2 separate regions of the Mus musculus genome follow, and region 1 is linked to region 2. A link is a contact called in public promoter capture Hi-C data. All regions are on one chromosome and are shown on one strand. The core of a region is the stretch at or near the end of the contact, and the rest is flanking DNA. Distances in the headings are between cores, read along the strand shown. Region 1 holds the start of Brwd3 (bromodomain and WD repeat domain containing 3). Region 2 holds the start of Pbdc1 (polysaccharide biosynthesis domain containing 1).

The links. Promoter capture Hi-C pulls out the DNA fragments that hold promoters and counts their contacts.
Region 1: a promoter capture Hi-C map of erythroid cells shows a contact between it and region 2, with 34 times the contacts expected there. The contact joins the promoter of Brwd3 here to the promoter of Pbdc1 in region 2. A contact is called at or near these places in 1 of 39 promoter capture datasets (erythroid cells) and 1 of 484 Hi-C or Micro-C datasets (CD4 T cells).

The regions. Positions count from the first base shown.
Region 1 is chrX:108,830,535-108,836,853 of GRCm38.p6, reverse strand. It overlaps Brwd3 (bromodomain and WD repeat domain containing 3), which reads left to right and starts at 2,508. Exons shown (of 41, transcript NM_001081477.2): 1 at 2,508-2,755; 2 at 2,888-2,946; 3 at 3,148-3,177; 4 at 3,581-3,640. The coding sequence starts at 2,725. 2810403D21Rik (RIKEN cDNA 2810403D21 gene) reads right to left here and starts at 2,376. Exons shown (of 5, transcript NR_015493.2): 1 at 2,169-2,376; 2 at 499-588.
Region 2 is chrX:105,077,720-105,084,224 of GRCm38.p6, reverse strand. It overlaps Pbdc1 (polysaccharide biosynthesis domain containing 1), which reads right to left and starts at 4,469. Exons shown (of 6, transcript NM_026312.5): 1 at 4,382-4,469; 2 at 4,206-4,271; 3 at 2,795-2,854; 4 at 2,147-2,287; 5 at 1,420-1,531; 6 at 1-1,209. The coding sequence starts at 4,411. The coding sequence ends at 1,022.

The DNA of each region.
Region 1 (6,319 bases), core at 1,259-3,758, 3.8 Mb before region 2:
CACAGACATTTAAAAAACTTTCTTCTTACAAACTTAGTACAGAAAATTCCTGCTAGTTCATCACTTCCTTAATTATCATCTCCAAAATTTACCCTTAGTGACTGGTTTTGTGGAAATGGATTTGGGCTTTAAGTATTTTTCCTTGTGTCAGTTTGCTTTGTCAGTAGAGGATTCTAGAATCATTGGGTATTGTGCGCCTGAAACTAATGTCGTGCTCTTTCCAGTTCCCCTTATCTCTCAGGCCAGCTTTGAATTAGCTATGTATCCCAGTTTAGTTTTGAACTAAAGACACTTCTGCCTCAGCCACCCTAGTGTTGGGATTATAGGTAGATCAGACCACAGGAGGTTAATCTGCATTTTCTTTACTCCTAATCCCTTATCATTTCAAATTCCAGTTAACATAATTATTTACCTGGAGGCCAGGTGACTCTGCCCCTGCACATACACAATAAATGAATAAATACAAATAAAATTAATTCTGTACAAGTAATTTCTTACCTTAAATTTCCATAAATGTGTGGAGTTTTCTCTCTTAATTGCATCCAAATTTACAGTTTTAGTGATCGCTGGGATAATTATGTCACATGCCTTTTGAATACAACAGAGATATATTCTCACATGAGTTCTACAAAAAATGTGTGTTAGCAAACACAGTGAATATTATTTATTATCATTTACATATAAGAAAAACAATAGCATGTAAGTGCTTTGAAGTCATATAGCAGGTGGTTTTTTTGTTTTGTTTTGTTTTAGTTTTTGTTTTTTAGAGACAGGGTTTCTCTGTGTAGCTCTGGCTGTCCTGGAACTCACTCTGTAGACCAGGCTGGCCTTGAACTCAGAAATCTGCCTGCCTCTGCCTCCCTAGTGCTGGGATTAAAGGCGTGTGCCACCACACCTGGCTAGTAGTAATTTTTAATATTAGTATGGTAGAGAAAAATATAAACTGTCTCCTAGGTCACTGTTAAGGATTAAATGAGTTACAGCAGGCAAAATATGTAGTAATGACTTGGTAAAGGTTAGCTGTTAATTATATTATCTTGAACTATAAAAATTACTATTTCAGTAAGCACCTCACAATTTTGTCCTGAGGTTTTATATTTCTTTTATCTACTTCTTTCAGATACTGATTATACCAAAGATAACCATAGCATTTTACTCTTATGTTGTTATTAATTACTCAATAAAAGAAATTGGCAGAATGAATTGCTAAGGATATGTTAAGTTTATGAATTGAATTAAATTTAATTCTATGCCCAATGTGGTTTAATCACCGAGCTCCCTGAGTCTGAAAACCAAACTCCCACTATAGCCATACATTAATGTGAACCTTCAAATTTGAGTATTTCAAAGCAAATAATGTACACAATTCAAATAGTACTTGTTTTCCCATCATGTTTTGTTTCTATGAATTCTGTTCAAAGTAACATCCTGAGAACGGGATGCTAAGAGAAATTGGGGAAGTGAACCAGTTTCCTCAAACTGTCAATTATTATACAAATCCTTTGATCAAATCAGCGCTGTGCTAAGAGTTAAAGTTATACATGAAAACAATTGTAGTCTCAAGGTAGTGGAAAAAAGACTTTTTGTCAACCGGAGTGGCGACACATGCCTGCCACATGAGCACTAGGGAAGCTGAGGCAGGAAGATTGACATGGAATTCCAGGGGAGCCTTGGATAGATACATAGTGACAGCAAGTCAGAGAATATCACTTCAAAGACAAACCAAACCAAACTATCATTTCTATCCAAATTTCAATGAATAGTTAAGAACTTTAAAAACGTTTTGGCAGAATTTCAAAACAGCGTTCCAACTTATCCTACAGGAATTGAGAAGAAAGAGCTTGTTGACCTTTTCAGAAGGGGGAAACGGCCTCCTCCTTAAAGTGTAAACTTCGCGCGCAATGTTTATCAGAATCAAGGGGAGACTTGATACTACTACAAGAAGTTTTCTAGAAGAATATTATTCCCTTGCTCATCAGGTAGGCGCAGCACTTTCTTTTGGCATGCTGTTCCTTGTTTGAAAACAAAACCTTGCAGTAGCTAGCGACTTTTTCTTGGGGTAGAGAAAGAACAAACAAACCAAATCCGTTCGGTGACCCAAGGTAAGCTAGATCATGTCAGTCCCTCGCCAGTTTCTCTTGATCATGTCTGGAGAGAGGTTCCCTCACCGGAAAGGGTCCGATTGCCCTTACAGGAAGGGTAAGCAACTCCGGAGCTCTAGGACGCCAACGCCACCACAGAGTTTGACGAAGATTGCCAGAGCGTCTGCCTGCATTTAGAACCTCTTCCTTGTTCTCTGGGCAGTAACTAGGCAACCCCAGGCCGGCTTAGCTGCTGGAACTAGGCGGCCGCCTTAGTGCCTCTGGCGGCCAGCCTGGAGCTTTGCAAGCGGCTCCCTTCCCTTTTCCCCCCTCCTTCTTTCTATGGCTCCACCCCTTTCCCCCCGCCCACCCCTCTCCCCCCGCCCACCCCTCGGCGACTTCAGCTCCTCCCTCTCCTTCTCTCTTGCTCTCCTTCCTCCTCCGCCTCCTCAGCTCTTGGGCTAGAATATCTATGGGTCGAAACGTGATGCGATGAATCCGAGAGAGACCGAAACTGGGACGAAGAGTGCGGCGGAAGCGGCGGGACTCCCAAGCATGGGGGCTTCACCACAATAGAGGCAGCGCCCCCACCCGCCCCCGCCAGCCCTCCTGAGCGAAGCCCCCAAACCCCCTCGGGAAAAGGATGGCGGCGGCACCTACCCAGATCGAAGCCGGTGGGTAGCTGAGCCGGGGGCAAAAGGGATGGGGGCTTTGCGCGACTGCTGTCAGATTTTTTTTAAAAAGCTTGTATCTCTTTTCCTTGCCTCTCTCTCAACGTCTCCCCCCACCCCCAACCCCTTCTTTAGAGCTGTATTACCTGATCGCAAGGTTCTTGCAGTCCGGACCCTGTAACAAATCCGCTCAGGTGAGAGGGAAAGGATATCTGGGAGTGTTGGGGAATGGTCCCATTGGGGAAATTGAGGCACTGGGTGAGCAGTGCAGTTGGAGGGTGAGGGAAAGGCCGGCCGCGATTACTCCTACAGTCAGCGGCTGTGTTGGAAGTGGGGAGGGAGGAATGGGTTGGCGCCCCAATCTGCTTTCACATCCCTGTGTCCCTCTTCCCCAGGTGCTAGTGCAAGAGCTCGAAGAGCATCAGGTATGGACCCCTTTTGGGAAGAGGTGGGGAGGGCTGGGGAGAACCTGGAGGAAGGGTAAGGTAGGTCAGGGGCCGAGGGCAGGGGCCCGGAGGGAGCCTTCGAGCTGGACACTTGGGGCTGTTGTCACTTGGGGTAAATCGGGTTCTTTGCTTAGAAGGGGCGGACAACGCAGGGGTCTAAACTCGCTGCCTTTTATTCCTGCGGGAGGTGTTTTTTCAGGATTTCCTTCCCTTTGGCCTGCCCCCCCCCACCCCCAACCCCCGGCACAGCGGCAGTAGCTGTCGGGACTGGAGAAATGAAAATGTTAAAGGGTCTAGGATTAGGCTCCAGGCTGGGTGCTGCTGCTGGGGAGCAGAGGCTTTTCCTTCACCCCCCCCCCTTTTCTTTTCCTCCGGCCCCCAGCTGATTCCGCGCCGCTTAGACTGGGAAGGGAAAGAGCACCGAAGAAGCTTCGAGGATCTGGTTAGTAAACTTTTCGTTTCAACTTAGCCCAACTCTTTTTCCACTCCCTCCCCACCTTGTGCCCCCAACCGCCCCTGGCCCTTCAGCCCTTAGAGCTCCCCGAGCCTGCTGTTCGGTGTTCGAAGGACTGCCCCTTCCCCCTCCCAGCGTGTCGGAAAGGGTACCTTGCCCTGCTCTAGCCTTGCTTATTTTCACCCCAAAACTTTGAAGAATGTGAGTTGGTTTTCAGAGGTGCTGTGTTGTGCTTTAGGACTGTGTTACAAACAGCGGAGAAGGCCCATTGTAGGGGGATAAGGGACAGAAACCAGGGGGTTATCTTGGGGCACGTACCAAGGACTGACGCTGGCCAATGACAGCGTTGGTAACAGCCCGGAGTTCCGGATTAGTGGAAGAAAACTGGTTTCTGGTTGGTCCTGGCTTGAAATACGGGAACTGAGGCCAGGCTTGGGTGTTTTTTTTTTTTTCTAGCTCTCTCTCTCTCTCTCTCTCTCTCTCTCTCTCTCTCTCTCTCTCTTTCTCCTTTTTCTTTCTTTCTTTTTTTTTCTTTTTAGAGTGGAGGGGAGAAGGAATTCAGAAGGGGAACTGACTCATAAGTGAGAAAAACTACATAAATAAAAATACTGAGGACTACTGAGTGAATTCCAAGATTGTTCATCTTTAGATAATGGGTTACTGAATAAAAACATTGTTATATATTTCTAATCTTAAAAAATAGCTAATTAATTCATCAGTAAACTGCATTTGTGCAAATATGTTTTCACTAAAGAAGAAATATGTATTATGACCTTTTTGGGAATAGGTGAACAGGATTTTGGGATTAGGAGACAATGGACATTTTTAAAAAAGAGAATATACTTTAGTTAAGTCTTGAATTGACTCTTGTTTTTTCCATAAATATAATTTGCAATGTAAGTGCACTTTCTGCTCTGCACTGAGACAAAAAGATGATCTTTTATATGTGGGGAAAGAGATTCTACTCTTAGCTACAGAGTTGTATGATGAAAGGAGTGATAATAAAACCTAAATTGAACTCTCTTTCCTCCAAATAAGATCCAAATGAGGAAAAGCATACAAAGTGGACACAAAGTTGGAAGAGTAGTAGACTAAGGCAGACTAAATAAAAAGAAAATAATTGAAAGTTTGCTTGTCAGTAGAAAACAGTTAAATTGCTGTGATGTTAATTTTGAAAACTTTGAGTATTATAAGAGTGAAGCCACATTATTACAGAAGCTACTGAGTTTTCCCTAATATCTTGCAAATCCAAAAATGGTTTAATTGTAATAAGAGTGAATGCCACCACCAGTATTATTAATGGTAATAATTTCTCAGATGGGTACAAATTATTTTTGAATACCTGTTACTACTTTTAATTTTCAGCCTGAAGTTTTGTTTTTCTTCTTTCTGTTGTTGTTAGACATAAATCCTACTTGTATCACAGAAGGTAAATTCGAAGTATTCACTAATACATGTTTTAGTATCAAACTACTGATAGCTGTTTGAACATAGTTTTAATATCTGGGTGTATGAGAAATGATTTTGTGTACTTTTTTCCTTTTCCAGCTTATATATGGATAGGCAGGTAGATCATTTTTAAGCAAATGAGAAAAGGAAACTTAAAAATGAACTTGATAGAAAATTGAGTAATTAAAAATGGTCTCCTTACCACACACTTTAAAAGGTGGTTTTCTAGTCATTTTTCTTAAACAGTAAAGGCAAATCTTTACACAGTTATTATCAGCATCCATCCTTTGCTTTATATTTTTCTGACAGTACTTTTGTATGACTATTGTTCTTTGAATATCCATCATGGTAATGGTAAGAAAAAGAATTAGTTGTGTTTTAAGTATTATGATTTGTCTTAATTTCCAATTGGTCATTTGAGCAATGACCTTTACCTTTTCACTAATTTTTTTTTTTACCTTTTCACTAATATTTTAACCTTTTCACTAATATTTTTACCTTTTCACTAATATTTTTGCATAATTAGGGGAGGGGCTCTTTTTCTGTTGCCTTCTCCAAAAGTCTCATGGATTTATGAATAAGGTCAAAGTAGCTCTTGAGTTTTCAAGCTTTTGTCACATATTGAACATCACTCTCCAGAAGTTTGTACTAATATTTAATGCAAAAGAAAGTGTGAGGGTTTATAGTTTTAAAATTATTTAAAATGGTTTTAATATGTGATAGTAGTCTTGAATTGATTTAAATAGACTTTTTCTTATTAGCAGTAAGACTTAAACCTTAACAATTATTTATTAATTATTATTAATACACTCATCCATTTATGTGGGCTTGATTTACTGTATCATGTGTTTTTTGTTTTGTTACTGTGTTTGAGACAGTCACATACTATTGTGTAGGCTGACCTGGAGCTCATGATGTAGTCTAGGCTTGCCTCAAGCTCTAAGCAACCTCATGCGTCAGCCTGCGAAATTCTGAGATTTTAGGTATGACCCACCTTATGGATCTTTCTTTCCTTCTTTCTTTCTTTCTTTCTTTCTTTCTTTCTTTCTTCCTTTCTTCCTTTCTTCCTTTCTTTCTTGGGTTGGTATTATTATACAAGGTTTTATAATTTAGCCAAGGCTTGCTTTGAATTTGCAATTTTCTGTGAAGAGTTTGTGATTCTCTGGGAGCTTTAAAGTCAATGTTACCTATTCCCCAGCCTTCCTAGCAGGCACATGC
Region 2 (6,505 bases), core at 3,220-5,719:
ATGCTCTTGTCTATAACATTATATATGGGAAACCACTTTCTCAGTCATATATCACATTATAAGTACTATATTAGCATTTATTGCTACTGGCTAAGTTTCAGGTTAACAACGTAGCTATGAGAGGATGAACAAGGCAGGATTGTGAGTATGAAGCTAGTCTGACCTACATAGTGAGTACTGGTACTGGGCCAGAATGGTCTATAAGGTGAGACTCCATCTCAGAAAAACCAACCAACCAACCAACCAATAAACAAATGACAACAATGCTCTAAAAGGAAGTAAAGGCCCTTGCTCTTCTCTAATGAATGGGCTGCACTCTCTAACCTGACCGTTCAGGCTGCTGTTCCAGGTATACATATCCTTCCAAAACAGTAAAGGAAATCAGAGAGCTATAGTCACCACAAAGGAAAAAGCCATTTTTTTTTAAACAATTCATTTTTGAGACAGGGTCTCACTCTGTAGGTCACACTAACCTCAAAGTCATGGAACTCTCTTACCTCAGCCTCTCAGGTATTGGAATTACAAGTATGAGTCACTTAAGTCTGGCTAAGAGTCTATTCTTATATAGACTTTTAATCCTGATACCAGGTACAAGCTAACAGGTTAAGAGAATTTCACTACTGAGAACAGGGAGAAGAATTAATAGAGAGTTTTATATGAGATACTGTGATGAGATTATATACCTGACATTGTGAAGTATCAAATAAATGTAAATACTTTCTAAGATCAGTCATTAGTAAAATAAACCAAAAGGAATTTATTTACAAAATGCCTTATTTCAACAACAGTTAAAGCCAAGAAACAGGGTATCAAGCAATAATGAATTAAGAGACTCCACTAAGGGTGTTTAAGCTATTATGGCCAGAGTAGCTTCTCTTGCTAGCTAGAAAGATGTCCGTTTGAGTCCTCCACTTGCACAAGGGCATCACTGAACCAAAGGGGGCTGTGTACAGCAGACACGTGTGAGTTCAGCTGAGTCACGGGTTTCTTGGCTTTCTTTTTCTCCTCCCTCGTTAGTTTCCTACTTTTCTCCTTCTCTGTTGGCTCCTTCCTCTTTTTCTCCTCCACTATCAGCTCCTTTCTCAGCTGCTTCTTCTTTATTGCCAGCTCCTTCCTCTCCTTCTTTGTCCTGAATACTGACGGAAACTGCTTTATTATAGCCTTCCCGGTTCCGAGCAATTTCAATGGCAAAAAATTGAATCCTGGGTGCTGAAAGGTAAATAGAATTGATTGTCCTAGTCTTAGATAATTATGTGTACTGACTAAAAACAAATTCTAACATGAAAGCCACTCAAATATATGTTACACTAAGGAACAGGACCTTGAAAGATATAAAAATAAGATGACCTCCGAGCTAATTATCCTTGTTAGTGAACCCAGATCCTCTTACAGAAACAATGCCCAAGGCAAGAAACTCACCAAAGATGGTGTTCTCTTCAGTGTAGCCCTGGGAACAATCCAGTCGCAGTAAAGTCCCGTAGTTATAATCTTCTACGATCCCTTCAAATTTTAAGCAGAATGGTCTCCACTTCTATAAATGCAAAAAGCGACACCTCAGCTGATGAACCTAAGAGTCTAATGTACTTGAGCCAGGAAAGAGGTTTGAGCTTCCCCAGCGAAGCTAAAAGCCAGGGTCAAAGAGACAAATCATGAGGTAACTGGCAGCTTTATAGTGAAAATCATAACACATTCTTTGCTCTAAGACTGCTGCTTCCCCTATACACAATATTATGATCAGGAAAACAAAAAGCAAAATAACAAAGTAACCAACCCCCTCAATATTTTTACTCCAAAATTAAAATGTGATTTCTAAAACAGATCTACGTTTTGCTTTTATTCCCTGTACCCTATTAACTATTTTGTCATCCAACCCTTCCAGCTAAATTTCCTGCCAAAATAAACTGACCTCTCCTCCCCTTAAAGGAGTATCTAAAGGGGTAGTTGAAGTGTTCAAGATAAGATGAGGGAAAAGAGTCTTCAATAAACACCAAAAGCACACGAGACAGAAATTAATTTCATAGCTGACTTAATTAATATAAAATCCAGGTTCCTTAATTAAGTCCCTTGAAAAAATGTGAAGCTCATACACAAACATATAATCAAAATTATGGGCCAGATGTTAGATAATGCTTAAGAGGATACTTACTTCTTTAGCTGATTCTGATTTGAGTTCTTCTGGGTCCAATACATCTACCCTGAGTGTCTCAAAAATCTCACGGAACTCAGAGTAGATTTGGTCATCTACTTTGGTGAGTTTCAGAAACTGTGGGTCAACTGATGAAATCAGCTGCCAGACAATAGAACAAACATAAAGATGCTAGTCATTAATTTAGACTTCTACCCCTCCAGTGCCACACCGTCAGAAAACCTATGGTTCTCAGGGCAGAAGATTAATTTAGACAGTAGTAACAGACCAGGTCTTGCATGAAACCATTAAAATGGTCTTAAGAGTCACAATAACAGCCCCTCTTTTTGTTTTTCCTTTTTACTACTTTGACGATTGAATGAACCCTTCAGTCCTAGTATTGCCTGGCTCTTGTTCTGTGACCATTCATTCAGGAGACATATAAGTGTCTGTTACTCTTGGGCCAGGCATCTTCCCTCCCGGTAGCAAACAAGAGGGGGCAGACAAGCAGAACTTCTCATCATCAAATTCATTTCTACCCTTGTTCCCTGGGTTCGGTAGTTAAAACAACACGGAAAACTTAACAATTTACGTTGCTGAGAACCGTGATTAGCATAGCATCATACACTAAAATTACATACTGATTTCAGCTTAATGATGACAACTCACTTTATAATAGACTTCAGCATGCTGCATTGCTCGAATGGCCCAAGCCATTTCAATATCAGGCTGTAAAAGAGAAAGAACATCAGTTCAGAAATCTCAGTCCTGCAAAGGATAAGAAATTAAGACATCTTGCTAAATCTCAAGAAGTCTACAGAAAATGTTGCTGTCAGGGATAAAAACTGAATAAGTGGATTTGGCGATATAAATCTTTCGTCCCAACGGTGACCAAAAGAAACTGTCAATACAGAATAACAAAAACAATGAACTGCTGGGCAGTGGTGGCGCACACCTTTAATCCCAGCACTTGGGAGGCAGAGGCAGGCAGATTTCTGAGTTCGAGGCCAGCCTGATCTACAGAGTGAGTTCCAGGAGAGCCAGGGCTACACGGAGAAACCCTGTCTTGAATAAACCAAAAACAAACAAAAAAAAACCCAATGAACTACTGGACATCTTTTTCTCCAGCATCAAGTGATAACTATTATACTAAATGAAATAAAAATACAATTTATCATTACATATGTAATATATATTGTATTATATAAAAAATTAAACGTAACTTACATTAATATACCCACTTACATACATCAGAGTTGTTGGGAGGACAAAAATACATGTGAAACTATTTTTCACTTTCCTGAGTGTAGCAATGCTATAGTCATCATTTGTCTTTATCAGATAGCCAATTTTCCATTCTGTAAAACTCCAGAACAAATGATGTAGCTAAATTATATATAAGCATATCTGAACAAGTACCCACTGGACTTTCCTTTTTCATCCTGCCTGCTGTCCCCTTCATGATGCCAGAAAAATCCATCTACACATGCACCTCCCACCTTAGACCAAGACATTTTCCTACCTTTGAATCTATATTTTCTGTCCACTTATACTTTGAGGATCCAGTTCCAGTGACATTTCCCAGATGTAATCTACTGCCTCCATCCTTAAAAATCTCTCCTGCTAAGCCCTTTCCATCCTATTGCTTGAACCACTCATCTAGTACACATTACATCCTGACTGCTATCTCTGTCGTCTTTTTCTTCCCTTATCTCCCGACATTTGTACAGAGGTCCAAATGACACACACCACAAACCGGTGCCACTTTACCGCGCAGTGCAATCATTCATTTTAAAGGTTCTCTAAAAACTACTATGTTTTAGCTCTTCTTCCCCCAGACATTATGACTTGATCTGCTGTGGGCTGTAATCTGGTTGTGCCTCTGGTGCTGTGGCTTCCCAGGTGGTTTCTAAATCATAGAAAGTTAGCGACTCACTTTCACGTGGTCTAAAGTACTACAATTACACTGACTTGAAGGTACTATTTTCGGCTGAGGTGGGAAAGTCTGAAGATATCAAACAGTAAAGGAGCTTATAATTTAAAGCTGGGTGGGCGGGAAGTTGAGGTGAGTCATACTCACGTCGTTGCCATATGACTCCGGAGGGTGAGAGAGCGCATGGGCGATGGACAACGCTTCCCCAGAGACCTGAGGAGAAAAAAAAAAGCGGAGCTGAATGAGCGATTCTTTGACTCCTTGGGCCGCTCACCACCCCATCTCCACTTAGGTATTTAACCAACTCCAGAGTAGTATCTCACCGGCTCTTCGCTTTCGCCGGCAGCATCCATGTCGCCGCTAGGTAAGTGCGGCTTTCTCGTCCCGGAAGTGACCTGTTGCGCGCGCTGCTTTCACAGTTAACTGAAAGCAATAGGGCGGAAACAGAGACCAGTTTCTCCGTCTGCGCCTGCGTGCGCCCTCCCTCTGCAGAGGAAGCGGTGGCTCCGCCTTATCCGGGCCACGCAGGCGCCAGCGAACGCGTGTTGTTACCTAGCAACACTGTTCCTCTAGCCTAGGTGATAGAATATTCAATAAATCAATGGGGAAAATAAGTTATATGAAAAAAAAAACATTTTTAAACGATGCTGTTATTAAATCCCTTGTGTGCCGTGTTTCCAGTTCACGCGCGCGCAAACACACACACACACACATACGCCCGCCTTAACCACTTACAAGCAAGGTTCTAGAAGCAGGACGGTGGAATTCTGGGATGAAGAAGAAGAATTTGCTACCTGTTTTGGAAGAACTAGCAGAGTGAGGTAACAACGAGGTGTGCTTCATTATACACTGTGGGAGCATACCTGAGCTGAGTCATGATGGGTGCTTAACCAAGCAGGTCAGAAAGACTCAAGACAGAGGGAACGTGCATGGGCAGAGGTATTAGTGAAAAGGCATTAGAATATCTTGCAAAGAACAATCTAGCTGGAACAGATTGCAGTCAAGAGCTTTGTACGGTGAATTTTAATGAGATGAGAATTAAAAAAAAAAAAAAAAAAAAACCACAAGTCAAGGGGTTTTTGTTTTTGTTTTGGATTGGCATTTGTTTGTTTGAGACTTCTCCACTCTCATTTCCACAGAAGCTGTTCGAGTTTGGAATCTCACCAAAAGTGAACAAGAATTCCCATTCCCACATCCTCACCAAAATTTCTTATCAGTTGTTTTCTTGACCTTAATCTTTCTAAATTGGGGTAACATGAACCTCAGAGTTGTTTTAATTGGCATTTCCCTAATTGCTATAGATGCTAAAGTTTTAACGATAATCCTTAGCCAATTTTTCATCTCTTTTTTGGTTTGTTTTTGTTTTTTGCGTTTTTTTGTTTTTGTTTTTTGGGGTTTTTTGTTTGTTTGTTTTTTTGTTTGTTTTGTTTTGTTTTTCTGAGAATTCTCTATTCAGATCTGGAGCTGCCCCCTCCCTCCAGCCATTTTAAACTGGATCCTTGGCTTTCTGGAATCCTTTTTTTTTTTTTTTTTTTTTCCTTCCTATATTCTGGATAGTTTATCAGATGAGTAGCTGCCAAATATTCTCTCCCACTATGGGCTTCCTCTCTATTAGCTTATTGTTCCATTTTCTGTACACAAGTATTTTAGTTTTATGAGGTCTTCTTTGTTAATTGTTTGCCTTAATTCATAATTGAATGGAGTCCCGCTCAAAAGTCTCTTGCTACACCTATATGTTGTAGGGCTTCACCCATCTATTCTTATAGCAGTTCCAGCTTTACAGGTTTCACATTGATCTATTTGATCCATTTCAAGTTGATTCTAGTTCAGGGTAATGCATTCAGAATGCTGTAAAACTACATGCATTCATGTTTGGACTTCTATTTTGTTCTGTTGATTTCCTAGTCTGTTTTGGTGCCGTTACTGTAGTTTTTTATTATTATTATTATTGTAGTGCTGAAATCTTACCAAATTGTATAACTAAAACTATACTATTCCTTGACATCTATCCAAAGGGCACAGTGTCCTGTTTTACAGATACTTGCTCAGCCACATTCATCACTGCTCTGTTCATAACAGTTGGAAATTGGAAACAACCTAAATGCTTTCTCTCTCTGATTTGTGGATTCTAGATCTGAATCTTAAGAGGTGAGTGTAGAACCTGAAGTTAACACAGAAACCATGAAGGTTAAAGGAGAGAATGGGGAAGGGGTAAAATGAGCTATAAAGCAAGGTGAAGAGAACGAATTGGGCAATTAGAAAACTGAAGAGGCTTTATCTAGCAGGAGGGAGGGCAATCCAGATGAAAAGGGAGGGAAGGGGGATAAAGAGAACTAAAAGTCATTGAAAAAGCCACAGCCATTACAGAAACATTATTTTAGGTTTGCTTAAAATAAATATGTAATATAATTAATATATGTAAATGAAAATGTAATGAAGTTACAGCA